Regions from separate parts of the Sus scrofa genome. Here region 1 is linked to region 2. Evidence: chromatin contacts called from public Hi-C data. All regions are on one chromosome and are shown on one strand. The core of a region is the stretch at or near the end of the contact, and the rest is flanking DNA. Distances in the headings are between cores, read along the strand shown.

Region 1 (7,164 bases), core at 4,177-6,676, 54 kb after region 2:
GTTCCATTGCTGGTCTGCCAGGCTCTGAGGACAGGTAGAAACTGGGACATGAACGTGTTACACCCAAGGGGACCTGAATGGGGGCAGAAACAAAAGCGACCCTGCCCTCTCCACACATGGGGCTCGAGAGGGCATTCAAAATGTGAACTTTAATAACAAACAGCAGGTCAAAGTGGGGGTTCCCCAGGAACAAGAATGACAGAGCTGGTGCCGGAGACCTCAAGGGTCCCCGCTTCCTCCGCTCTAAGGCCTGGAGGCAGGGAAGCAGTGGACCCTATCGAGGAGGGGCGGCGCCTGGCTCCATGTAAGTCCATCTGTTTGGGGCCCTTCAGCCCGAGAGACACAGCAGTGTGTGGAGCAGGGTGGCACCCGGCCTGGCCTGGAAGGTCCTGGCAGGGTGTGTGGCCCAACCTGGGCAGGTCCGCAGGCCCAGAGCTGTGGGGTCAGATGCGGAAGCTTTCCTCCCGGCCATCGATGTGCCGAAGCCGCAGGTAGACATCCGTGCCGATGCCCTGCAGGGACTGCAGCCGAAGGGAACCACCGAGGTATTCTGCATAAGCCCGCGACGTGGGCAGCCCGAAGCCAAAGCTGGGGATGGGCAGGGGGACAGGACACGGGCCTCAGAGGCTTGAGTCTCCTGGGGCCTCCCACCCCTCCATTCCAGCCAGGTGGGGCCTCACCCGTGCATGGGTCCTGACTGGCTGCCACTGTGCATGTCTAGGTGGCCGAAGAGAGGGCTGATCCGGGGGTCCTGGGTACTGGCCTCGGCCGTGGTGAAGTGGTAGTCCATAACCCGATCCAGGTCTTTGTGAGCAATTCCCCCACCCCGGTCAGAAATCCTGGCAAGACAATAACAGGGCCTGGCTGAGCCTTGGTGGCGGCTCACTACCTCCAAAGCAGAGCTAAGTCAGCCTTCCTGCCCCTCCCACTCAATCATGTAATGAGGTCACCTAGACTCTTTGGCCTTGGGGTTTTTTTGTTTTGATTTTTGCTTTTTAGGGCACACCTGAGGCATATTGGAGGTTTCCAGGCTAGGGGTCAAATCAGAGCTACAGCGCTGGCCTATACCACAGCCACAGCAACGCGGGATCCGAGCCGCGTCTGCGACCTACACCACAGCTCACAGCCATGCCGGATCCTTAACCCACTGAGCAAGGCCAGGGATCAAACCCGCAACCTCATGGTTCCTAGTCAGATTCGTTAACCACTGAGCCATGACGGGAACTCCCGTCATAAGCTGTTTCTCCATCCTCACCTCTCCCGCTGACTGCTTACACCTTCTCAAAGGACTTGACATTTATTCTCAGCCCAGCACCATTTTTTGTTTGTTTTTGGTCGCACCCACAACATGCGGAAATCTCTGGGCAAGGGATCAAACCCTGCCACAGCAGTGACACGCCAGGTCCATAATGCACTAGGCCACCGGGGAACTCCTAGACTGGTTACTACTGACTCTCCTCACTCTGGGCGCCTCAGTTGTTGACAAAGACAGGCCCCGGAGCCCACAGCTGGCCCCCAATCTATTCATGTCCCGCTCATGGGAATCTCAGGGCCAGAGACTATCTTGTCTGACCAGAAACTAAATCTCAGGATGCGTCTGGTCTTGGCTTGAGGTCACACGAGTCAGAATCAGTGCCTGGCATTGCTGCAGCTGAGGCTCGGATCTGGTCCCTGGCCTGGCCTGGGAACTCTATATGCCACAGGGCGGCTAGAAGTGGGGAGGGGGGGGAAAGAGGAGTTCCTGTCGTGGCTCAGTGGAAACGAATGTGACTAGTAACCATGAGGACCCAGGTTCAATCCCTGGCCCCGATCACTAAGTTAAGGATCTGGCCTTGCTGCGGCTGTGGCGAGGCCGGCAGCTGTAGCTCTGATTTGACCCCTAGCCTGGGAAACTCCACATGCCACAGGTGCAGCCCTAAAAAAGACAAAAAAGAGAAAGAAAAAGAAACAGTGCTGGAACCCCCATCCACCCCACCCCAAGGGCCAACCTGATGACGAGATCAATATCGTTGTTGGCGATGGTGATGACCACATCCGGGACGTTGTAGGGCGTGTCTAGGTGACATTCCATCGTGGCTCTACAGAGGGGGAAAGACCAGTAGATGGTGGTGCCCCAGCCTCGCCCCAGTTCCTGCCTGCCCCCTTCCAACATAACCGGCAGCCCACCTCATGGCATTCTTGAGCAGCTCGGGCAGGATGTAGTCCAGCGGCATGGGGATGAAGGGGAAACGGGCAGCCACGTGGCCGTTGATGCGGACCCGGGGGGCGTTGCCATACTTGTGCTCACACAGGCGTCTGTGGGTAGGAATCAGGGTTCAGCCCTAAACCAGGGGTTCTCGCCTGGAGGGGATTCTGTGCCCACCACCCCCAGGGAAATTCTGCACTCTCTGGAGACATTTTTGCTTGTCATAACTGGGGAGTATTACTGGTGTCAAGTGAGTAGCAGCCAAGGATCCTTCTGAACATCCTGATGAGCACAGGCCAGCCCCTCACAAACAAGAATTATCCAGCCTTGGAGTTCCTGTTGTGGCTCAGCAGTAACAAACCTAACTAGTATCTGTGAGGACACGGGTTCGATCCTTGGTCCTGCTCTGTGGGTTAAGGATCTGGAGTTGCCGTGAGCTGTGGCAAGGTTGCAGACGTGGCTCAGATCTGGCGTGGCTGCAGCTCTAATTCGACGCCTAGCCTGGGATTCCATCTGCTGCAGGTGTGGTCCTAAAAATAAATACAAAAACCAAAAAACCCAAAGAATCATCTGGCCCAAAACATTAACAGTGCCACAGGTGAAAAACCCTGCCCTAGACCACGCCCTGGGCAAGGGCTCAGACCCAAACTTTCCCTCGGCTGGAAGATGTCCACCCACCCCCTTAGTTGTTCTGGCCTCACCTGGCAAAGTCCACCCATTTTTCAATAATCTTCTTTGGTGAGAGGCGAGTGCAGATGATGCCAACAAAGTCGGGCTGGCGGGAGAAAGAAGGTCAGGACTAGGGACCACCTCCGTCCACACACTGGCCACCAAAGGCTTGCAAACTCTGTACTCCTGAAGGAGCCCCAAGGCACTCCCTGGGCCCTTGGCTCCAGTCCCCAGCCCTAGGGGGATCCTGGTTCAGTCCCCTCTGCCCCACTTGACATTCCCAGGGAGGTCTCAGGTTCCCATGCCCCACCTTGTCCTCATGTAGAGCCAGATGGTGTGTGGCCAACATGCGGATCCCGAGCCTCGAAGTCAGCGTCTTGTCTAAGAAGGAGCGGACCAGCTTCTCGTCCTGTAAAGAGTGGAGCCTCAGAACCCTCGTGCCCTTCCCAGGCCCCCCCAACAGCCTGGCCCCCCCATGGCGCTGCCCCTGACCTCTATGTGCTTCCGGCTCTCACGCAGGCCCTCAGCCAAGAGGGTCACCACATCCTTGTGGTCGTCCAACAGCTGTCGCACCAGCTGGCAGTACTGGGCCTCATCCGCCTGGTCCTTGATCTGCAGGTCACAGAGTCATGAACGTCAATGGTCCAGCCCTGACCTCTCTCTCAGCCCCTTCCCCTGCCCTGGCCCAGCCCTCACCGGAGGGAAGTCTGTCAGCTTCTGGAAGGCACGGATGTACAGTTCGTGCTGCAAGGAAGAGGTGTGGGAATTCACAGGGATGCTCTGGGCACCACATGGAGAACAGCCACCCACGCCCACCTATGGGGATTGCCATCCACCCCAATGCACCTGGTTCAAACCCCACTATGGCCTTTCAAGCCTTTATGAAAGCTTGGGTCTGAGTTCCCGATGGCCCTGAAACCTTCCAGCCAGCAAGTCTCTACCACTCTGGTACTGCCTTCCCATGTGCCCCCTTGGACAGTGGGCACACAGATCTAAGTAAGGTCCTCTCTACTAGGGAAACGTACGCCCCCTTGAGGCTAATTTACCACGTGCAGTATAGTGGGGTTGCAGCCAATGATGAAAGGAAGGCTGCGGAAGTCCTTGATGCGGTGAGCAATCCTCACGGGCAATCTTGCTGCAAGTACCGAGCACTTTTCTAGAAGAAAGAAAGGAGGAAAGTTAGGCCAGGGCCTGAGTGGTTGGGTCAGAGCTCCAGGGGCCAAGAGGAAAATAGGCACAGGAATCTTACCAGCAGGTGGCTGCCATCCTGAGAGCGTCCTGAATAGAGCATCATGGTCGGAGTGAGGCGGACTGAGGGCTGGAGGGGGCAGAGGGCCCTTGAGCACTGGATCTCCAACACCCCGCCCCCACCATGGTAGCTTCCCACCGCTTCCCTGGACACCCATTCCAGCTCTGGACCCAGGCCTCACTGCCCCAGCCGCACACCTTCTCTGCTGCTGCGTCGATGGCTGACTGGTTGTAAAAGGAGGTGACGGTCTTGGAGCGCTCCCGCGCCATCTCCACGTGGTGGGTATCGGTGGCTGATGTGGAGAGGGCCCGGAGCGAGAGTGCGGGCCCCAAGAGAGGCCGGAGTGGTGGCCCCCCCCGGGGACCACTCCCCAGCACCGATGCCAGCATCATCGTTCTGCTCCTTTGTCGGACTGCGCAGCCACTAGGGCTGAAGACCCGACAGACTGAAGCGACCCCAAAAGGGAGCTAGAGAGGTGTGGGTGCGCAGGGACTCTTCTCTTGACTTCAGGGGCGAGGGCCAATCCAGGATGCTGACAAGCTCAGCCCCCAGGGAGCAGCTCCCATCTACCAGGCCGGGGGAAGGAGGAGTTGTAAGTCTCTTAATCCAGGTACATCATCTCTCCACGTGAGACCTGGATAATCTCTGCCCATCCCTTCAACCACCTCCCTAAACACACACAGGCCTAGACTGGATAACCTTGCTTTCCAGAGCTCCTATTCTCCAACATGAGGCTCCATCTGCTAGTCTGGAGGAGAGGAGATCCTTAAACCCGTCCATCCTAAAACCTTCCTCCGCCCTCCCCCCTCCCCCCGCCGACTCCCTCCCCTTAGCTCTTTCGGGTCCCGGGCACCCCCGTTCAGGGGGCGGGGCTGACCCCTAATCTAGCGCCTTCACACCCCGCCCGGAGCCTGGCCTGCGTACGTGCCATACACAAAATTGTGCACTCGAGGGTGAGCTGCAAGGAAGCAGCGGTTCAGGAGTCCCCGCCTGGGTGCCCCCCTCTGCGGGGTCACTTTGTTCAGCCCGCATCCTCCCTCCCCCACCATATGGTAGATGCCAACCCCCGTCCGCCGCCCCTCCCCCCCCACGCCCGGGTCCTCGAGCGCTCCCACCATCCAGTGCCAGGGCTGAGGCTGCAGGCTGGCGCTGCGAGCCCTCCGCGAGCAGCGTCTGCGTGGGTTTCTCCACTTACCTCGGGGCCAGAGCTAGGGCCGGGGTCCGAGCGGGACGGCCCGACAGTCGACCCGCCGGATTAGCCGAGCCGCCTGCGCCCTCTGCCGCCGGGATGTCGCGTGGGCTATGGGAGCCCGGTGCCTCCTGGGAGTTGTAGTTGGGCGCGGAGCATTCGCAACTCTGTCCCCTCTATACAATGGGCTTCCTGGGAAAGAAATGGAAGAGGGTGAGAGGACCCTTAGATGCAAAGCGCGCAGACCAAACTCTCCCTGGATTCCTCCCCTGAGGCCCTGTTCTTCTCCTTCTAGTGCTAGACTCATTTGTGGGAAACCAGACTGCCTAATTCAAACCCCAGCTCAGCCAGTTGGATCTGGGGCAAGTTACTTCAACTGCTCAATACTTCAGTTGCCACATTGGTAAAATGAGGATGCATCGATCTTGGGGTTGTGTGGTCACATGAATTTACATATGTAAAGTGCCTAGAATAGTGCCAGGCATGGAATTAACACTGTGTTAGTGTTACTACTATTACTTATTTTTTTTTTTTTTTTTTTTTTTTTTTTTTTTGTCATTTCTTGGGCCGCTCCCGCGGCATATGGAGGTTCCCAGGCTAGGGGTCCAATCGGAGCTGTAGCTGCCAGCCTACGCCAGAGCCACAGCAACGTTGGATCCAAGTCGTCTGCGACCCACATCACAGCTCACGGCAACGCCGGATCGTTAACCCACTGAGCAAGGGCAGGGATCGAACCCGCAACCTCATGGTTCCTAGTCGGATTCATTAACCACTGCGCCACAACGGGAACTCCACTTATTATTATTATTACTAGTTAATACCAGCCACAGACACTAATTAGGTGACTTTTCGGTGCCAGGAGAGGAGATTGGGTGTTGAATTAAATAAATAGACCCTTCCCTGTCCTCAAGAGAAGGACAACTTCTGTGTCATTAGTTGTGCTAAGGACCACACAGGGGCTGTAGGAACATCAAATAGGGACTGGACGTTAGTACAGGGGCAGCGTGTGTAGAACTGTCAGGCACGGGAGTGGAGTGGGAAAGGCATGGTGGGACAGAGAAGCATCTGGAGCCACATGGCGTCTGGGAGAAGAGGGGCTGAATGGGGTGACCAGAGCCCAATCTTAAAGAAGTCTGCATTTGACCTGAGATGGGAAGAAGCCGCTGAAGGGTTTTAGCTGGTTAGATCTGCTCCTTAGACAGAACTCTCTGGCCATGTGATTGGGACCGGTGAGACCAAATGCAGGGGGACCAGTTCTCATCGTGGCACAGTGGAAAAGAATCCCATTAGGAACCACGAGGGTCACAGGTTTGATCCCTGGCCCTGCTCAGTTTCTTAAGGATCCAGCGTTATGGTGAGCTGTGGTGTAGGCTGCAATGAGGCTTGGATCTGATGTTACTGTTACTGTGGCTGTGGCGTAGGCCGGCAGCTGTAGCTCCGATTTGACCCCTAGCCTGGGAACCTCCATATATATGCCTCAGGTGGGGCCCTAAAAAAAAAGAGAGCGAGAGACTTTTCAATGTGTGTATTTGTACAGACTGGATTTTTCTTCTAAATATTTTAAAATTTTATAATAAAAGGTTAAGTGAAGGAGGCTTTATTTTTGGAGCCCAAAGACGTCTTTAATATTCAGCAGAGATGGGACCATTCACCACCAGCAGACCTGCTTGAAGAATCGGGGAAAGTCTGGATAGATCATGAAGACCCAGGCTCCCTGGGTGTCTGGCTTTCCTCTTCTCCTCGCCCCCCATCACCACACCTTTCCCACCCCTTCTTTTCCCGCATCCTGGAAATATCCTGGAGTGAAGCCTTTAGGCCACTCTACTCCAGAGACAGCTGGAGGCAGGCAGGGCTTCAGCCAGCGGAAGGAGA
Region 2 (7,302 bases), core at 1,481-3,980:
AGCCATATCCCTGGGGAGCTGACTGTGCGCCATAGCCTGCTACGAGAAAAAGAAAAAAAGTCATGAATTGAGGAATGAGAATAGGTTGATGAAACACTGTATACATCCCTAATGCTACCTACACCTGAAGCCAGCCTCTTGAACCACCGCCAATCACAGCCCAAGAGATCCCTCTCCTTTAACAGCATTTAACCAGCCTGTGATGTACATCTCAGATTATTTACCCTTCAGCACCTAAGGGCAAATTCCACCTCTTTGTGTATCAATGTGATATACAGTATGCTGATTTCCAACGTCTTCAAGCAAATCATTTTCTCCTTTTATTTTTTTTTATGCTTTTTAGGGTCACACCCACAGCATAGGGAGAGTCCCAGGCTAAGGGTCGAATTGGAGCTGCAGCAGCTGGCCTACACCAAAGCCACAACAGGATCACACCCAAGTTGCGTCTGTGACCGACACAACAGCTCACAGCAACGCCAGATCCTTAACCCACTGAGCAAGGCCAGGGATCAAACCGGAAACCTCATGGCTCCTAGTCGACTTGTTTCCGCTGCACCATGATGAGAACTCCCCATTTTCTCCTTTTAAATATCAAAAACTTAAAACTCTTTTCCCTTTAGGGAATATTCTTCCCCAATTTCACTTTCATTCTTAGGGGAAACAGGGAGAAGTGCAGCATAAATCAAAAAATGCAAAGTCAAAGAAAATAAAAGGAAACAGAATTAAGTACTTGGAAAGAACTCAAACTCTAAGTAGCTTGAAGGATCACAGACTGGTTAAGGGCAAAGAAACTGGGGGACAGTTTCAACAGTTCAGCACTGCTTAGGTTTAAGAAAAGCAACATTCAGAAAAAGCAGGAAGAGGAAGGGTGACCCACTTAAAAAGACTCACTGTTCTGGGTCTGTCCATAAGAACTGCCATAGCTGCTCTGGCCATAGCCTGAAGTGTCCGCTGACTGGCCGTAACCGCTGTAACTCTGCTGTCCGTAGGGCTGGTTGCTCTGCTGGGAATAGCCCTGCCCAGGCTGGGTGGGGTAGGCCCCGTAGCTGGAGAAGAAAAGGCAACAACGGTGCTCTCAGGAAAAGACACCTTAGCCACCCTTGCCCCCTACAAACTCTGGAAACCCAGAAATGACACTCACCTTTGGGTTGCTTGTTGGGTATAGTCTGCAAAACAGAAAAATACAATCATATTAACATTACCTTCAGCCACCCCTAAGAGAACAAACTAGAGGTAAAGGCCTCAACTCAAGCCCCAGAGCCCCTAGATGTGAAAATTGACAAGGCAGAAATCCCCTCCTGAAACCCTAGTTGAGAGGGGCAAGACGGCAGACCAAAGTCAAGTTTTCTCACAATAAAGACACACCAAAAAAGCGAATTTCTACCGAGACCAAGAGGCCTTAAGTACTGGAAAAAGCAAGAGTCCTGGTGGACAACTACCATTTTTCTGCAACTTCAACTGATATCCGGAACTGCACAAACTGACTCACATGTTTTCACACCCACTCTATGAGGAAGGTATCCCCAAGAGTCCAACTGAAGCCACACAGCTGCTTGAGCAGAACAGGCTTTATTGCAAGCCAGAAGCAAAAACGTTCCGATTGTAGCCTGCACTTTCTCAACCCAAAGAAAGTCTCAAGATCTGGAGAGAGGCCACCCTCCATCCAATCTTGGAGACAGGAACAGGGGGCTTTTAGTGCAGAGCCAGCTCACCAAGAAGGGAGAATTCTTTGACCCCAAACGACAGAGATCGCCATCAAAGAGCGGTCGCCTCGAGAGGCAAGCCGACTGGTACTCAGGTCCTCAGCCCTACGGCTCCCAACGAGTTCCTATCTCCCCTGCCTGCCTCGGGGCTGCGGGGAGACTTGGCGAATCCAAGGTAACGAAAACGCCACAAGGAAGACAGCACAAGCCTGATCAACTCATCTCGATACAGGAAACAGCTTTCCCCGCAGGAAACGGCAAAAGGATCGGGAGAGGGTGTGGCCTAAGGCGGCCGTTCCTTTCAGTTCCTACCTCCCAAGGAGGAAAATTTAGGCGGGAAAAGCCTCACCCGGTCCCCAAGTCCGTTGGACCACCCCCTAGCCCCCCACCCCTAGCCGTTAAACGGGCGCGCGGTCCCGATCCAAAGCCTCCGCCCCCAGCCGCGTGGCACGCGAGGCGGGAACGAGGAGGTCCCGCCCCTTCCCGAGGGACCCCGGGAGCGAGGCCCACACCGGACGAGCGCCGCGGAGCTGCCGGTGGAGGGTCTCGCGACAAAAAGCAGGGCCGACACGAGGCGGGAGGGGGGTTCGCGCCGCCAGAAAAGGGGGGAGGGGCCAGTAGAGCGCGTGCGCGCACCGAGTGCCCGGATGCAGCACTGCGACAAAGCGGGCCCGAGCGCGGGGCTGGAGACGCGGAGGAGAGAAGGCTACGGGGACCAAGCATTTCCATCCGCGTCTCACGTCCCCAGTCACCAAGAAGAGTTCCTCCCAACCCTCACCTAAAGGAAAGGGGCTGCAAAGGGAAGACCTCCCGCCCTGCGCGAGGCGCCAGCGGAGCGAAACAAAATGGCGACATCGGCCTCCCCCTTCCACCCCTCTCCGCTGCTTCCCGCCAGTGGTGCGGAGAAGATCCTACATGCGATCGCTGCCCGGGCCCCACCGAGAAACAAAAGCCCAACTGGGAGCTTACGAGCTCCAGGGCTGGCGCGCCACCGCCGCCTCGCGCACTTACATACCGTTTGAGGCCATGTCCGCGCACGCGCGCACAGGCCGGCAAGCAACAGAATTCCAACACCGCTGAGCACCGACGCCTCGAGGACTGAGCAGCCCCGCCTCCTGCGTCGAGGTTTATGTACGCCTCCCCCGCCTACGTATCCTGGGGGAATGCACCAAATGCGGAAAGGAAAAGGGGAAGCATGGCCGGACTCCTGCCGCCCTTCAGGGAATATATAGGGTCCTAGCCGGCAGAACATAATTGTTATTCACTAAGAACCATGCAAATAATATATATAGCCTTATTTTTTCTGAGAAATAATTTATATTTTCTCTGAAGGACGAGCCAAAGATTCACTTCCACCCCTATAAGATCATAATGGTACAGTCCGATTACCCTCTGGGGGCGGGGCGAGGGGCCTAGGGCGTCTGCGGGCGGAACTGTAGTCAAAGCCGGGAGTCGTGGGGCGGGAACCGAAATTCCTCAGGCTGGCCCCTTTCGCTGGGCCTCACTTTCACTCCGGATAGCGAGCTTCTCCGCTCCACTGCCCTTCCACTGCATCAGATGCATCCTCCCTCCCGCGCCAGCCTCCCTCTCTTGGTTCTAACGTCCCTCCCCCGACCACACACACTACCTTTCTTCGTCTTGGTTTTCACTCATCGTCTTTCAGGGTTGTCCTTACCAGGGCTTGTGGATTGTGACGTTTGACGTGAAAGCAAGCATGGAGTTTAGCTCGGACCCCTGGGTCCTGTTTTGATTAAGCATTTATGGCCCACCTACAACCTCAAAGCTTGGCTTCTGACTCGCTGTTGGACAGAAAAGCCCAAACAATCCGGAGATTGAGATTATATCAGGGTTCTCCCAGCCTTTTGCTGATAAAGGGCTGGGAGTATTTTCCTGAAACCCTACGGAGGAATCAATGTGCAGATCCAACAATAATTGATATTTGTATAGGGCTGAAGTGGCTTCAGAATGCACAATTAGAGAGTTCTCTCAGGGCACAGTGGGTTAAAGATCTGGCGTTGTCACTACTGTGGCTCAGGTGGCTGCTGTGGCAAGGGTTCACTCCCTGGCCCCAGAACTTCTGCATGCAGTGGGCGCGGCCAAAAAAAAAAAAGCCCAATTAATTGCTTTTCCATCACAATCTTACGAAGAAAGATAGCAAGGCTATCTTTTATACACCAAAAAAATGAGACTCAGGCCAAATGCAATCTATGATTATGGAACAGCCAAATGTAAGGGGTCTAATTCGAATCCAGGTCTGTGTGGCTGCAAAATACTCCTTTTGTTAGTTATACAGACATTTTGAAGTGTTCTGAAGCTTGTTCACTCCTTATGAGAAAAAGGACAAAACATGAAATTCAAATTAACTTGCAACTTGCACTCTCATCAGCCTTGCCTGGAGAAGGAAAGCTGAAAGTATTGAGAAAGGTCCCTGGTGGTCTAGTGGCTAGAATCAGGTGCTTTCACTGCTACAGCCAGAGTTTAGTCCCTGGCCTGGGAACTGAGAGCCCATATCCAACCACTGCACACTGAAGGGTGGGAAGAGGTGAGTATTAAATAAAACAAGGTAAAGGGCATTATTCCTGGTACACATATACCATGCAGATTTTCCTTCCCAACTTATCTTTGACACGTGTTCCAAAACTTCCCTTGTAGGCTGCAGACATTTTCCTAGAGAAAACAGCTATGCCCTTGGAGTTCCTATTGCCATGCAGTGGTCAACAAATCTGACTAGGAACCATGAGGTTTCGAGTTCAATCCCTGGCCTTGCTCAGAGGGTTAAGGATCCAGTGTTGCCATGAGCTGTGGTGTAGGTTGCAAACGTGGCTCTGGCATAGGCCAGTGGCTACAGCTCCAATGAGACCCCTAGCCTGGGAATCTCCATGTGCCACGGGAGCAGCCCTAGATAAGGCAAAAGAAAGAAAGGAAGAAAGGAAGAAAGAAAGAAAGAAAGAAAGAAAGAAAGAAAGAAAGAAAGAAAGAAAGAAAGAAAGAAAGAAAGAAAGAAAGAAAAGAAAAGAAAACAAACAGCTATGCCCACGAACTTCTACCCAATTCCTAATTTCGGCTGTGATGACCTTTGAACACCCTGACACCCACCCCACCACCACTGAGAGGGCAGTGTGACCCTGAAGTGAGGGCAAACAAAGGGAAGTCCATCACTCATTCACTCATTGATTCCCCAAATATTTATTAAGTCCAGGGACTGTTCTGGCCACTGAGGATGCATTAGTGTACAAAATAGATGAAACGATTTAACAACAGGGGTAACACAATAAAATTTATATAAAACATATTTATAATAACACTTTCATAAGTCTTGCTAAGTATTGGGCGCTATTCTGAGCACTTTGAGTATACCTTGTGTAATCTTTTTTTTTTAGAGCCACACCCCCAGCATACGGAAATTCCCAGGCTAGGGGTCTAATTAGAGCTTCAGCTGCCAGCCTACACTACAGCCACAGCAACACAGGATCTGAGCCTCCTCGGCAACGTACACCCTAGATCCCGGCAAGCTACATCCCTGACCCACTGAGCGAGGCCAGGGATGGAACCCGCATCCACACAGATACTAGTCAGATTTGTTTCCGCTGCACCACAACGGGAACTGCTGGCTTGTGTAATCTTATTCTTCACAATAAAATGTTCACATGAGGATTGCATTTCACAGACAAGCAAATTGGCAGGCACAGAAAGGTTAAAAAGCTATGCCCAGGGCAACACAGAAAGAGCCACAGCCCGGTTCCCAAGCCAGGTGGCCGGGCTCAGAGTTGCTGCTCTTAACTCCTATGCTTCAGCAAACATCGCTTGAGCACTGCATAATATGGACCGAGCATGGGGCAGACCTAGAGAGAGGAAGATAAACAAGATCCAGTCGCTGATCCGCAGGACAGTATAGCCAGTGAGTGAACTGTGGGTGAGACCCACGGTGTCTTGGGACCCACAATGTCAAGTGACCCGAAGTGTACTTGACTCAAATGCAGTTAAGTACTGACCATGGACCCAAGGTCTCTGGAAACTGCCGGGAGAGCAAGTCATTCATCAGGTAGACAGCCAGAGTACAGGAAAGAAAGGAGGGACCATTGAAGCGAAGCTTTACAGGCTACGTAGGAGTTCACAAAGCAGTAGAGGAAACAGTGTAACAGGTAGAAGGAATGGCAAAGTCAAGGGCGTGGGTGGGGAGGAGCACTCCTGAACAGCGCGGCAGGCTCCAACTATGGCCTCTGCAAGGCTACATCAAGTGACTGTTCTCCAGGCTTATCGCTCTCAGCGGACCTCTCCGGACTCACAAAGCATGCGAGCATCTCTCTCCTGAAAGTCTCCTTCCTCGGCATCGGTGCTCCGGGCCCTTCACCTCTCCCACTGTCCCTTCAGCTCCTTCCCTGCCTTCTCCTCCTCTGCTCGCTGTGCAGAGAGCAGAGCTCCCAGGAGCTCTGTCTTCTGCCTTATTTGCTTCTCCCTTGAGACCCAAAGCGCAAATTGCAGCCTGCTGTGAAATGCAGCCTGAAGCCAGGTTCTCCGTAGCCTACAGCGTTTTTCTTTTTTTAACCAGTTGCCAACACAAAAAATAGGGCAAGGAGTTCCCCGTGTGGCGCAGTGGTTAACGAATCCGACTAGGAACCGTGAGATTTCAGGTTCGATCTCTGGCCTTGCTGAGTGGGTTAAGGATCCAGCGTTGCTGTGAACTGTGGTGTAGGTCGCAGACTCGGCTCAGGTCCTGAATTGCAGTGACTGTGGTATAGGCCAGCGTCTACAGCTCCGATTGGACCCCTAGCCTGGGAACCTCCATATGCCGTGGGAAGCGGCCCTAGAAAAGGCAAAAAGACACAAAATAAAAACAAATAAAAATAGGGCAAAAGTTCAAACTGCTGGCATTTCTCGAAAACGAGCTCTGGCCACCCTGGACCCACTTTCCCACTGGGCAAGGGTCAGCTGGAGCAAGAGGCTGCTGGCACATGTGCTGGCCATTGGCCAGAGTCTCCCTTACTCCCTAGTATTTCCGACATGGAAGCCAGGGTCAATTGCATTTATATCAGGTGATTAATGTAGTTTTTTCTTAGAGTAGAGTTAAAAGCAAGAGAAAATATTTCTTCCCCTCAAATGTGAGAAAGCGAAAGCAGGCCCTGGTGTTCAGGCCTCCAGCTGACCCTTAGAGGCTGTTGGGTTTGTGATCAGTTCCCAGATCAGAGGTCCTTAACCTCTTTTCTGTACCAGAGTCTAGTCAATTTTGTGGACCGCTTCCAAGAATATGTATATTCTAATATATATATGGCTTGTTTGGGGGGTTTTGTGGGTTGCCTTTTTTTTTTTTTTTTTTTTTTTTTTGGTCTTTTGAGGGCTACATCCATGGCATACGGAAGTTCCCAGGCTAAAGATGGAATCGGAGCTGCAGCTGCCAGCCTACGTCACAGCCACCGCCACAAGGGATCTGAGTCACACCTGCAGCCTATGCCACAGCTCACAGCAACGCCAGATCCTTAACCCACTGAGTGAGGCCAGAGATCGAACCCGCATTTTCGTGGACACTAGTCGGGTTCTTAACTTGCTGAGCCACAGTGAGAACTCCCCCAGGCTCCGTTTTTAATGGGAGAGGAGAGCGAGG

The links. A called contact is a pair of places that touch in the nucleus more often than the background predicts.
Region 1: a Hi-C map of embryonic fibroblasts shows a contact between it and region 2, with 2.5 times the contacts expected there. The contact joins the promoter of BCKDK here to the promoter of FUS in region 2. A contact is called at or near these places in 2 of 5 promoter capture datasets (fetal liver and liver), 25 of 47 Hi-C or Micro-C datasets (alveolar macrophages, blood, embryonic fibroblasts and 13 more) and 2 of 2 datasets of contacts at active chromatin or transcription factors (alveolar macrophages and skeletal muscle).

Annotation. Positions count from the first base shown.
Region 1 is chr3:17,375,499-17,382,662 of Sscrofa11.1, forward strand. BCKDK (3-methyl-2-oxobutanoate dehydrogenase [lipoamide] kinase, mitochondrial) reads right to left here and starts at 5,427. Exons shown (of 13, transcript XM_003124471.6): 1 at 5,299-5,427; 2 at 4,301-4,669; 3 at 4,104-4,172; 4 at 3,989-4,010; 5 at 3,901-3,986; 6 at 3,551-3,598; 7 at 3,347-3,466; 8 at 3,165-3,263; 9 at 2,887-2,960; 10 at 2,167-2,295; 11 at 1,989-2,078; 12 at 681-839; 13 at 130-588. The coding sequence starts at 4,495. The coding sequence ends at 444.
Region 2 is chr3:17,323,835-17,331,136 of Sscrofa11.1, forward strand. It overlaps FUS (FUS RNA binding protein), which reads right to left and starts at 2,731. Exons shown (of 15, transcript NM_001287420.1): 1 at 2,719-2,731; 2 at 1,142-1,166; 3 at 892-1,046; 4 at 1-39. The coding sequence starts at 2,731.